3 separate regions of the Mus musculus genome follow, and regions 2 and 3 are each linked to region 1. Evidence: chromatin contacts called from public HiChIP or PLAC-seq and promoter capture Hi-C data. All regions are on one chromosome and are shown on one strand. The core of a region is the stretch at or near the end of the contact, and the rest is flanking DNA. Distances in the headings are between cores, read along the strand shown. Region 1 holds the start of Abhd17a (abhydrolase domain containing 17A). Region 2 has its middle 14 kb from the start of Gm40716. Region 3 holds the start of Oaz1 (ornithine decarboxylase antizyme 1).

The links. HiChIP or PLAC-seq counts read pairs in DNA pulled down with a chosen protein or histone mark. Capture Hi-C pulls out chosen DNA fragments and counts their contacts.
Region 2: a contact with region 1 is called in an HNF4G HiChIP or PLAC-seq map of pancreatic cancer cells. The contact joins the enhancer-like site here to the promoter of Abhd17a in region 1. A contact is called at or near these places in 6 of 39 promoter capture datasets (cranial neural crest, frontonasal cranial neural crest, hematopoietic stem and progenitor cells and 3 more), 2 of 484 Hi-C or Micro-C datasets (Th1 cells and embryonic fibroblasts), 10 of 115 datasets of contacts at active chromatin or transcription factors (the 230-238 cell line, effector CD8 T cells, embryonic forebrain and 3 more) and 1 of 9 other capture datasets (pancreatic islet).
Region 3: a contact with region 1 is called in a promoter capture Hi-C map of adipose tissue. The contact joins the promoter of Oaz1 here to the promoter of Abhd17a in region 1. A contact is called at or near these places in 11 of 39 promoter capture datasets (the 3T3-L1 cell line, 3T3-L1-derived adipocytes, the C10 cell line and 7 more), 1 of 484 Hi-C or Micro-C datasets (uterus), 2 of 115 datasets of contacts at active chromatin or transcription factors (epiblast stem cells and regulatory T cells) and 3 of 9 other capture datasets (adipose tissue, liver and pancreatic islet).

What each region holds. Positions count from the first base shown.
Region 1 is chr10:80,588,884-80,591,671 of GRCm38.p6, forward strand. It overlaps Abhd17a (abhydrolase domain containing 17A), which reads right to left and starts at 1,458. Exons shown (of 5, transcript NM_145421.2): 1 at 1,292-1,458.
Region 2 is chr10:80,460,033-80,462,854 of GRCm38.p6, forward strand. No RefSeq gene overlaps it. Among named protein-coding and RNA genes, the nearest start is that of Gm40716, 14 kb to the right of the region's middle. Within about 2 kb of position 1,524, at least 11 of the 459 cell types and tissues checked have an H3K27ac peak or open chromatin away from gene starts, as enhancers often do. A contact at or near this core is called in embryonic fibroblasts and pancreatic cancer cells, where this site is marked.
Region 3 is chr10:80,825,172-80,827,911 of GRCm38.p6, forward strand. Oaz1 (ornithine decarboxylase antizyme 1) reads left to right here and starts at 1,485. Exons shown (of 5, transcript NM_008753.4): 1 at 1,485-1,734. The coding sequence starts at 1,589.

The DNA.
Region 1 (2,788 bases), core at 208-2,707:
AGAGTTGTCCTTCCTCCTCCTAGTCACAGACCTCATGCCTAGCCACACATCTTATCAGGTGTGTAATTTCTGGGGTCTCAACCTGCAGTATGTTTTCTAGACAAGTCAAGCAAGGGGAGGCCTCAGTTTCCTGCCTGTGGCTGTCCCTACGTATGCCAGTATCCTGAGTCTGCCATATGGGGAGGAACTCTCAGTCATGATTCCAGATACTTCTACAGTTAACTAGTTCTCCATCCTGCATGGGGCAGGACCTGGAAGACCCACTTCCACTCAACAACCATGTGCAGGGCAGCCAGAGAAAATAAAGCTGTGGAAGAAAGACATTAAAGACATAAGCCTCTGGGACCTGCCAGTGTTATATGGAGAGGACAGACAGCATGTGGGACCTCATGTCACAGATGGGGCCACTGGGTACTGTAAGCCGGGATTATTCACTCACTGCCACAAAGCCCAAGCATTGTGATCACAGACATAAAACCAGGCCCTGGTGTTACAAGCAACCAAGCTACTGTAAGGGCTCTAGGATGACCTACATATGACTGTCTGCTCTGGCATGCCTCACCGGGCCAGTCATAGTAGGGAGGCAACCCTCTAGGAGCTGAAGAGTTCAAAGAATGTAGGGTTGAGGGAGGTGGCTCAGCAGGTAAAGGCACTTGCTACCAAGTTTGAAAATCCGATTTGGATCAGGGGACCAGCATGGTAGGAGAGGACTGACTTCAGGAAGCTGTCCTCTGCGTGGGCGCACACACGTGAAAAAAAGGAAATAGCTCAGTGACAGAGGACCGCAGAGGTAAACCCGGGCAGCAGGAGAGGATTCGAAAAACTGCAAGGGCTCCCAGGGGAGCAGGGTCTGCTCAAGCTGCACCCTCAGCAAGAGGGTGCTTCAGCAAGAGGGCTTCATCGTGGGGGTGATGAGGAACCATAAAGGAGTCCTGGGCTGCAGAAAGGAAGCCTGCAGTGGGCCCCCGCTGGCAGGAAGACGCCAGGTGAGTGGCAAAGGTGGCCGGTGAATGTCAGCAGACAGATGTAGACAGAGAGGGTGTGGGACAGTGGCCTGGGTCTGCGGCTGGCCCGGGCGTTTCTTGGGGACACAGCCGTGTCCTGAGGAGGTTAAGCGACTGCTCCAGGATCGCTGCACTGGGACATGGGGATGCCAGGGACACGGTGGGTGCGCTGGTCTCACAGCCATCCCCGGAGAGCGCAGGGAGGTCTCGGACGCAGGGCCCCCGCTCGATTCGGCCCCACACCATAAACCGCCGCAGCCCGCGCGCGCCCGCCCGCCTGCACTCACCGCCGCCCGCGCCCGCCGGCCCGGGGGCCGCACTCCATGGCTCCCGGCCGCCCGCCCGTGCGTCCGTCTGTCTGTCCCCCGGGGACCCCGACCCAGCCTCCTGCACCGCCACCACCGCAGCTCCGCCGCGGGCGGAAGTGAGCTTGACCTAACACCGCCCCCGGAAGTGATGCGAGGCGAATGCGCAAGCGAGGAGGCCTCTGGCTGTTTATGGGGGCGGAGCAAAGCGACCGCGAAGCGGATTGGGTAGGTTGTTGTGAGGGCGGTACATGTGCTGGAGGTGGGGCCATGAGAAGGAGGAGTCGGATTTCTGGGCGGGGCTCAAGATGGAAGGCGGGACTTGGTTATGCGGGCGGGGCTTTATATGGGGGCGGGGCCTCAATAGAAGTGAAGGTGAATGGTCTGAAGAAGCTTGGCTGGCGACAAGGTGCCCGGTGAAGAGCGGTCTGGGGGCGGGGCCTGGAATAAAGGCGGAACCGAATGGTCTGGGGGCAGGACCTGGATAGGGTGTGACTTTGACCGGAGTAGGGCTGCGTTCAGAGGATGGGATTTGCATTCCCAGTTGATTGGTTAAATTATCCTTGCCTTCCCCCTCCACCCCATCTGCTCATCCCCTCCGTGAATTCCTGGAAGAGGCAATAAAATGAGTTTCTCTCAGGATCTCAAGACAGGAGCTGGAGAGGTGTTCACCCTTTAAGAACACTACACATCCCAGGACCCACAAGGTGGTTCTCAACCACCTGTAACTCCATTTCCAGGAGAATCTACTCCCATTTCAGGCTTCTTCAGATACCCGACAGACACATAGGCAAAACACCTTTACAACCCAATTTTTTTTATTTTATGTTTATTTATTTATTATATGTAAGTACACTGTAACTGTGTTCAGATACTCCAGAAGAGGGCGTCAGATCTCGTTGTGGATGGTTGTGAGCCACAATATGGTTGCTGGGATTTGAACTCAGAACCTTCGGAAGAGCAGTCGATGCTCTTACCCGCTGAATCATCTCACCAGCACCCTACAACCCAATTTTATTTGTCTGTGTATTTACATTACTGCGCCATGGAGCGCCTGTGGAGGTCAGAAAACAGTTTGTGGGAATCCTCTCTGTTCTACCGAGTGAGTCCCTGAGATTAAACTCAGGTTTTCTGGCAAGAGTCTTTTACCCACTGAGCCATCTCACTGGCCCTCGTTTTGAGTTGAGTGTAGGGGGCAGAGGGTGTTCTTTATCTGTTTATTTTATATGTATGTGTGCTTTGCACTCATGTGTGTGCACAACAAATGTACCCAGGGAGGGGGTGTCAAATTCCCAAGAACTAGAGTTATGGGCAGTTGGGTTGCTGGTGAGCCACTACATGGGTTCTGGGAACCAAACCCAGGTTCTTCACAAAAGCAGTAAATGTTCTTTGTTTCTTGTAGTCTTTCTCTTTGTATCCTTGGTTGTCCTGGAACTCATTCTAGTCCAGGGACTTGAACTCAGAGATCTGCCTACCTCT
Region 2 (2,822 bases), core at 274-2,773, 130 kb before region 1:
TTTTTTTTTTTTTTTTTTGAGACACTGTTTTTCTGTGTAGTCCTGGTTGTCCTGGAACTCACTCTGTAGACCAGGCTGGCCTTGAACTCACAGAGATCCACCTGCCTCTGCCTCCCAAGTGCTGGGACTAAAGGTGTGCACCACCATGTCCAGCAAGCCTCTTATTTTTAAAAATATATTATTGATGTTGTTTGACCCAGGACCTAACTCTGTAGCTCAGACTGGCCTCTATCTCTGAGACTGCCCTGCCTCAGCCTCTGAGTACTGAGATAACAGGGCGCACGGTTGCACCTGGTGCTAATGGTGGGGAAGGGGTTTGTAGTTACTCAGTTCAGAGATCTCATTTACAAAATAATCCAGACGTGCCACGTGGTGTATAGCAGGTTCTCTTCTGAGCTGGGCCCAACAAACAAGCTGACTCAGCATTCTAGACCTGGAGACACCGGTCTCCTTCACTTTTAACCCTTGGACCCTCTTCAGGGACATGGGTCTGTTATACAAAGATGTGGGAAGGCCTGGACTAGGGTCAGTGCAGTCGGTGTATGCCAAACTAGCAGCCTCCTGCCAAGGCACAGGGCATGGGGACTGTCCCCTTTCACATGACTGAACATGAAGCTTGACCAGGGCAAGCTAGGTAGGCTTGGGATCCAGTTCTGTCTGGTTCTGAGGACTGAGCTTGCCCTAGACAGACCCAGGGTAAGTCCCAGGCTTTCAAGTCCCAGGACAAACATATCCCACTGGGAGCTGCATTCCTCTATCCCTACATCCTGTCAGAGTGGAGTCTCTGAGGCTTCTTTTGGGTGATCAGAGAGGTTGGGGTAGAGACTGGGAGCAACCCAGCATGCTGACAGGGCTGTGTTCTCTGAGTGGTGGCAATTCCCAGAGGATCACAGATCACAGAGACAGAAATATCCGCAGGTGGGGAGAACCTGAGGCCAGTGCTGCGTGGCCCGTCCCAGTGGTACTCCACCTCGGCCACAGCAGATCAGTAGCTGGTCAGGCAAATGTGCTGTGGCCAGATCAACTGCAGGCTGCCCACACAGGGTGTCTGGCTTCTGAGAGTTCTGGAAGGTTCTCCCGGCTTCTCCCTCCCTCCCCCCTTCACTGTGTATCTTTCTGGCTCATTTTTTCCCCTCTTTCCTGTCTTTTGTTGTTTTGGTTTGCAGAGGCATGGGCTCACTCTGTAGCCCAGAATGGCCTTGGAACTCACAGCAATTCCCCTGCATTAGCCTTCCAAATACTGAGGTTTCAGGTATTCAGCACTGCTCAGGGACCAGCCGAGTCTGTCTTCTTCCTTGTGCTTCTTGGACCCTGAAGGAGAAGCTGAGATCTCTAGAAAATTCCTCCCGAGGGCTGAGGCTCAGGAGGTGAGGGACCCCCCTGGCAGGCAGGAAGCCCCGAAGCTGAGGGAAATGAAGGCCCCTGTGGTAGGGGTTCTTCCGGGTTCGCATCCATGAAGACCCATCTGTTACCTCATGGTCTTGGCTTCCCGGGAATCCCTGCTCTGTGGTTTTGGCTGCACCAGTCTGTGGTCTGAGGAACCCACAGTGAAGTAGATGGCCATCTAGAGAGACCGGGGCTAACAGGAGACTCTGCCTGGAGCGAGGGGTGAGGCTCTATAGAACTGCTGATAGAACAGTGTGTCCAGGGGGATCCTTTGGACTGAACCCCAATGTATCTCATTGAGCAAAACCCATGAGGCCAGAGAGTCCAGTCAAAGCCCCAAGGGGCACGCTTGCAAGTAAGTGCTGTCTCCGTTTGATTTTATTTTGTGAGAATGTTCATGTGAATGGAAGCCAGAGGTGATGTCATGAGTGTTTCTGTTGCTCCTAGTTTTGAGTTTTTTACTATAAAAATTACATTTATTTATTGTGTTTTGTGTGTGTGTGTGTGTGTGTGTGTGTGTGTGTGTGTGAGAGAGAGAGAGAGAGAGAGAGAGAGATGAAAGGGTAGTTTGCCCATGGTTGGTGCTCTCCTTCAGTCTTGGAGTCTTGGGGATTGAACTCAGGTGGCCAGGATTGGCTGCAAGCCCCTGCTGTGCCCTCTTGCCACCCCTTCCTTGCTTTTGAAGACATAATGCTTCACTGAAGCTGGGGATCCCATGAGGTTGAGCTGTCTGGTGGGTGCTCAGCATGAGGCCTGGAACCCAGGTCTTCACCATGGTGACTGACACCTTGTCTGTCCTTTGAGCCCTCACCCCTCTCAGATACACTCACGCAGCCTCCAGTTTGCCATCCCCCATCACAAGTCACCAGGGCACTTGCTGACAAACCACCCTGAGTACATCTGAAAAATAGATTTGCTTTTATTTTTGATTTTTTAAGGGGTTAGTCACATAGGGCAGTCTGGAACCAACCAGGCTAGACCCCAACTCACAGCCACTGTCCTGCCTCCACCTCCCAAGTGGCTAGAATTACAGGCACGTTGTAGCCCTCCAAGCCCAGATTTTGTTTTTGAGACAGCGCTAACCCTGTAGTTCAGTCTATCCTAGAATACAAGATCTTCCTGCATCAGCCTTCAAATGCTGAGGTGACAGGTGTGTGCTCCACACGTGACTGAAAATGTCTGTTTTAAAGCAACATAGAGCTTGAACTTGCTTGCAGTGAAATATCAGGTTGGATCCTTGGTTCCAAAAAGCAGAGCTCCTACTAGTGGGGTGACAGACTCTGCTGCTCTGTGACAGCCATCACATCGGGGCCCATTTCTGCTTATCACAGGCACTTGGAGCCTCCAGAGCACATGGCAGAGGACCTAGGGTCTCTTCCCATCATCCTCAGTGGAGGTCAGGGGTAAAATAATCTGGGTCGATTGTTTCACAGACA
Region 3 (2,740 bases), core at 235-2,734, 240 kb after region 1:
TGAATTCTGATCTTTGTATCACACTGTAGTTTGCTCACAAAAAAAGAGAATTAGAGGGGGCTGGAGAGATGGCTCAGAGATTAAGAGTACTGACTGCTCTTCCAAAGGTCCTGAGTTCAATTTCCAGCAACCACGTGGTGGCTCACAACCATCTATAATGGGATCTCACACCCTCTTCTGGTCTGTGTCTGAAGACCAGAAACAACAACAGTGTACTCATATAAATAAAATAAGTAAATCTTGAGAGAGAGAGAGAGAGAGAGAGAGAGAGAGAGAGAGAGAGAGAGAGAGAGAGAGAGAGAGAGAGAGAGAGAGAGAGAAAGAGCAGGGTGTGGTGCCACAGGCCTTTAATCCCAACACTCAGCTGGCAGAGTCAGGCAGATCTCTGAGTTTGAGGGTAGCTTAGTTTATAGAGTAAGTTCCAGGACATCCAGGGCTACACAGAAAAGCCCTGTCTCAAAAACAAAACATACAAAACAAAACAAAACAACAACAACAAAAAACCCATAAAGAGAAAAAGAATACGAAATTCTTTAAGAATAAATTGTAAGCAGGGCAGTGATGGCGCACGCCTTTGATCCCAGCACTTGGGAGGCAGAGGCAGGCAAACAGAGAAACCCTGTCTCAAAAAACAAAAATCAAAATACAACAACAAAAAAGCGGCGGCGGCGGGGGAGGGGGGGTTGGGATGAAGGAAACCTTCAAGCTGAGTCTATGAGAAAAGTTGTTTAAATTCCAATTTGACATAAAATACTTCTCTAGATTGGGATACTTAACTTTTGACAGATTTTCTTTTAAATAGCAAGTTGCTTTTAAAACAAAGAGTCCCAATCTATTACCCATTATTACAAGGTCATTAGAATAATTTTGCCGCGTGGGGGATGGGCACCAAGCAAACCGCCTAGGTCAGCCTCAGGTACCCTTGACAGTTATGTCCTGACAGTCTTCCCGGAGCGGGGCGTCCCATGAGTGGGACCATAATGGTTAAGATGGAAAGGATGACAGATGACAAAACTGAAGGGCCACAGGTACTAGAGGAGGCGCAGAGTCCTAGCCTTGAGGCCTGGGCTAGATGGGGGTTTACGTCCTGGAGGCGACTACAGAAGCCCCGCCTCCGCCTCACGTCATAAAGCCTCGAGGGCGGGCTTGTCAGAACTCCAACCAATCCTCAAAGGGGCCAATACGTCCGTTTTTCTACATTGACCGATCAGAGCCTTGTAGGGGCGGGACGCGTCTGGCTTTTCTGTCTTCCCTCCCACAGAGTGACGCAAACACGCGGGGCCGGGATTCTCCTATCGCCAACTAATCATCAACGGAAACCTTCTGTCTGTCTTTTTACTCTCGCCAATCAGAAGCCGGAGTAGGTGGGACGCATTTGGTTTTTCCTTGGGCTGCCACTGTGGCCCCACCCCGTTCCTCCGTCGCCTCACACTGCTGCGTTTACGCCTGCGTGTGGGGGCGTGGCCTGCCGTGACGACGCATATAAAAGTGGGCGTCGGCGCCGGCGCCATTTTGCGAACGGCGAGCAGCGGCGGCGGCGCGGGAAGTGCAGCGGAGGTTTTTGCTGGTTTCGGACCCCAGCGGCCGGATGGTGAAATCCTCCCTGCAGCGGATCCTCAACAGCCACTGCTTCGCCAGAGAGAAGGAAGGGGACAAACGCAGCGCCACGCTTCACGCCAGCCGCACCATGCCGCTTCTTAGTCAGCACAGCCGCGGCGGCTGCAGCAGCGAGAGGTGAGAGCCCTGCCCCCGCCGCCGCGAACCTTCCAGAAACAGCGTCCGCGTAGGCCCCAGAGGGCAGCGCAGGACGCGCAGGCCCGGAGCGGGGTCGGCCTCCGGCGCCAGATAAGTCTCGGCAGCGCGAGATCCGCCCCTTTGTGGCGGCCACAATCGCGCAGGGGGCGGGGCGGGGCGGGGCGGGGCCTGTGGAGCGGGTCGCGGACTCGGATTTGGGATTCGAGTGGAATTAGGGAGTCTCAGGTTGAGGAATAGGGTTTGGTTTGATTGGAGGACCGGGAACATTTCGCGAAAATGTAGGATTCGATTTTGGGTTCGAATCGGATTCGGGGGTTGTGAGTTGAGCCTAAGATTTGGGGAGGGATCTGAGAAGAGATTGGAGACTCGAATTTGGGGTCTGCCTCTCGGATATGTGAGCTAGTTCTAATGTCAGGTGGCGAAGTGTTTGTGGTTACCTGTAGGGCGTTTGGGTAATAAATCGTATGCTATGTAGAGGTGGGGCTCGTCCCGGTGTTTGGAGTTCTTTGCAGAATACTGGGATTTTGGGTGCTGTTGGGGAGGAATCCTATTATATTCTTGGGTACATGTTGAGGACTCATTTCTTGGTGGGAGAGTATGGGATCAGATTTGGGGTGTTGAGAAAGAAGCTTGTGTCGGTTTAGGAAGTCACAGGTGGGGAAGCTGGGATGAGGTTTAGGTTGGATTTAGTGATTGCGTGTTGAGGGCTCTAATACTTTGGAGGGATTTGGGTCAGAATTAGGACCTTGGAAGTGGTCAGGCTTGGGGGCTCACAGAGCTATGTTGGAGGACATGGAGGTGGTGTGGTGTGGTGAGTATGATGTGAGGTGACCTTAATCCCTGGTCCACTTGGCAGTTAAAAGTCTGCAGTGGGTGGGATGGAGGGTATCACTTGAAGGGTTCAGAATGGGGACTGGTTTGGGAAGGGCGTCGATATAGGTGGTAGGAACTTTGGATATAGGCTGTGCAGACACCTATAGAGTGG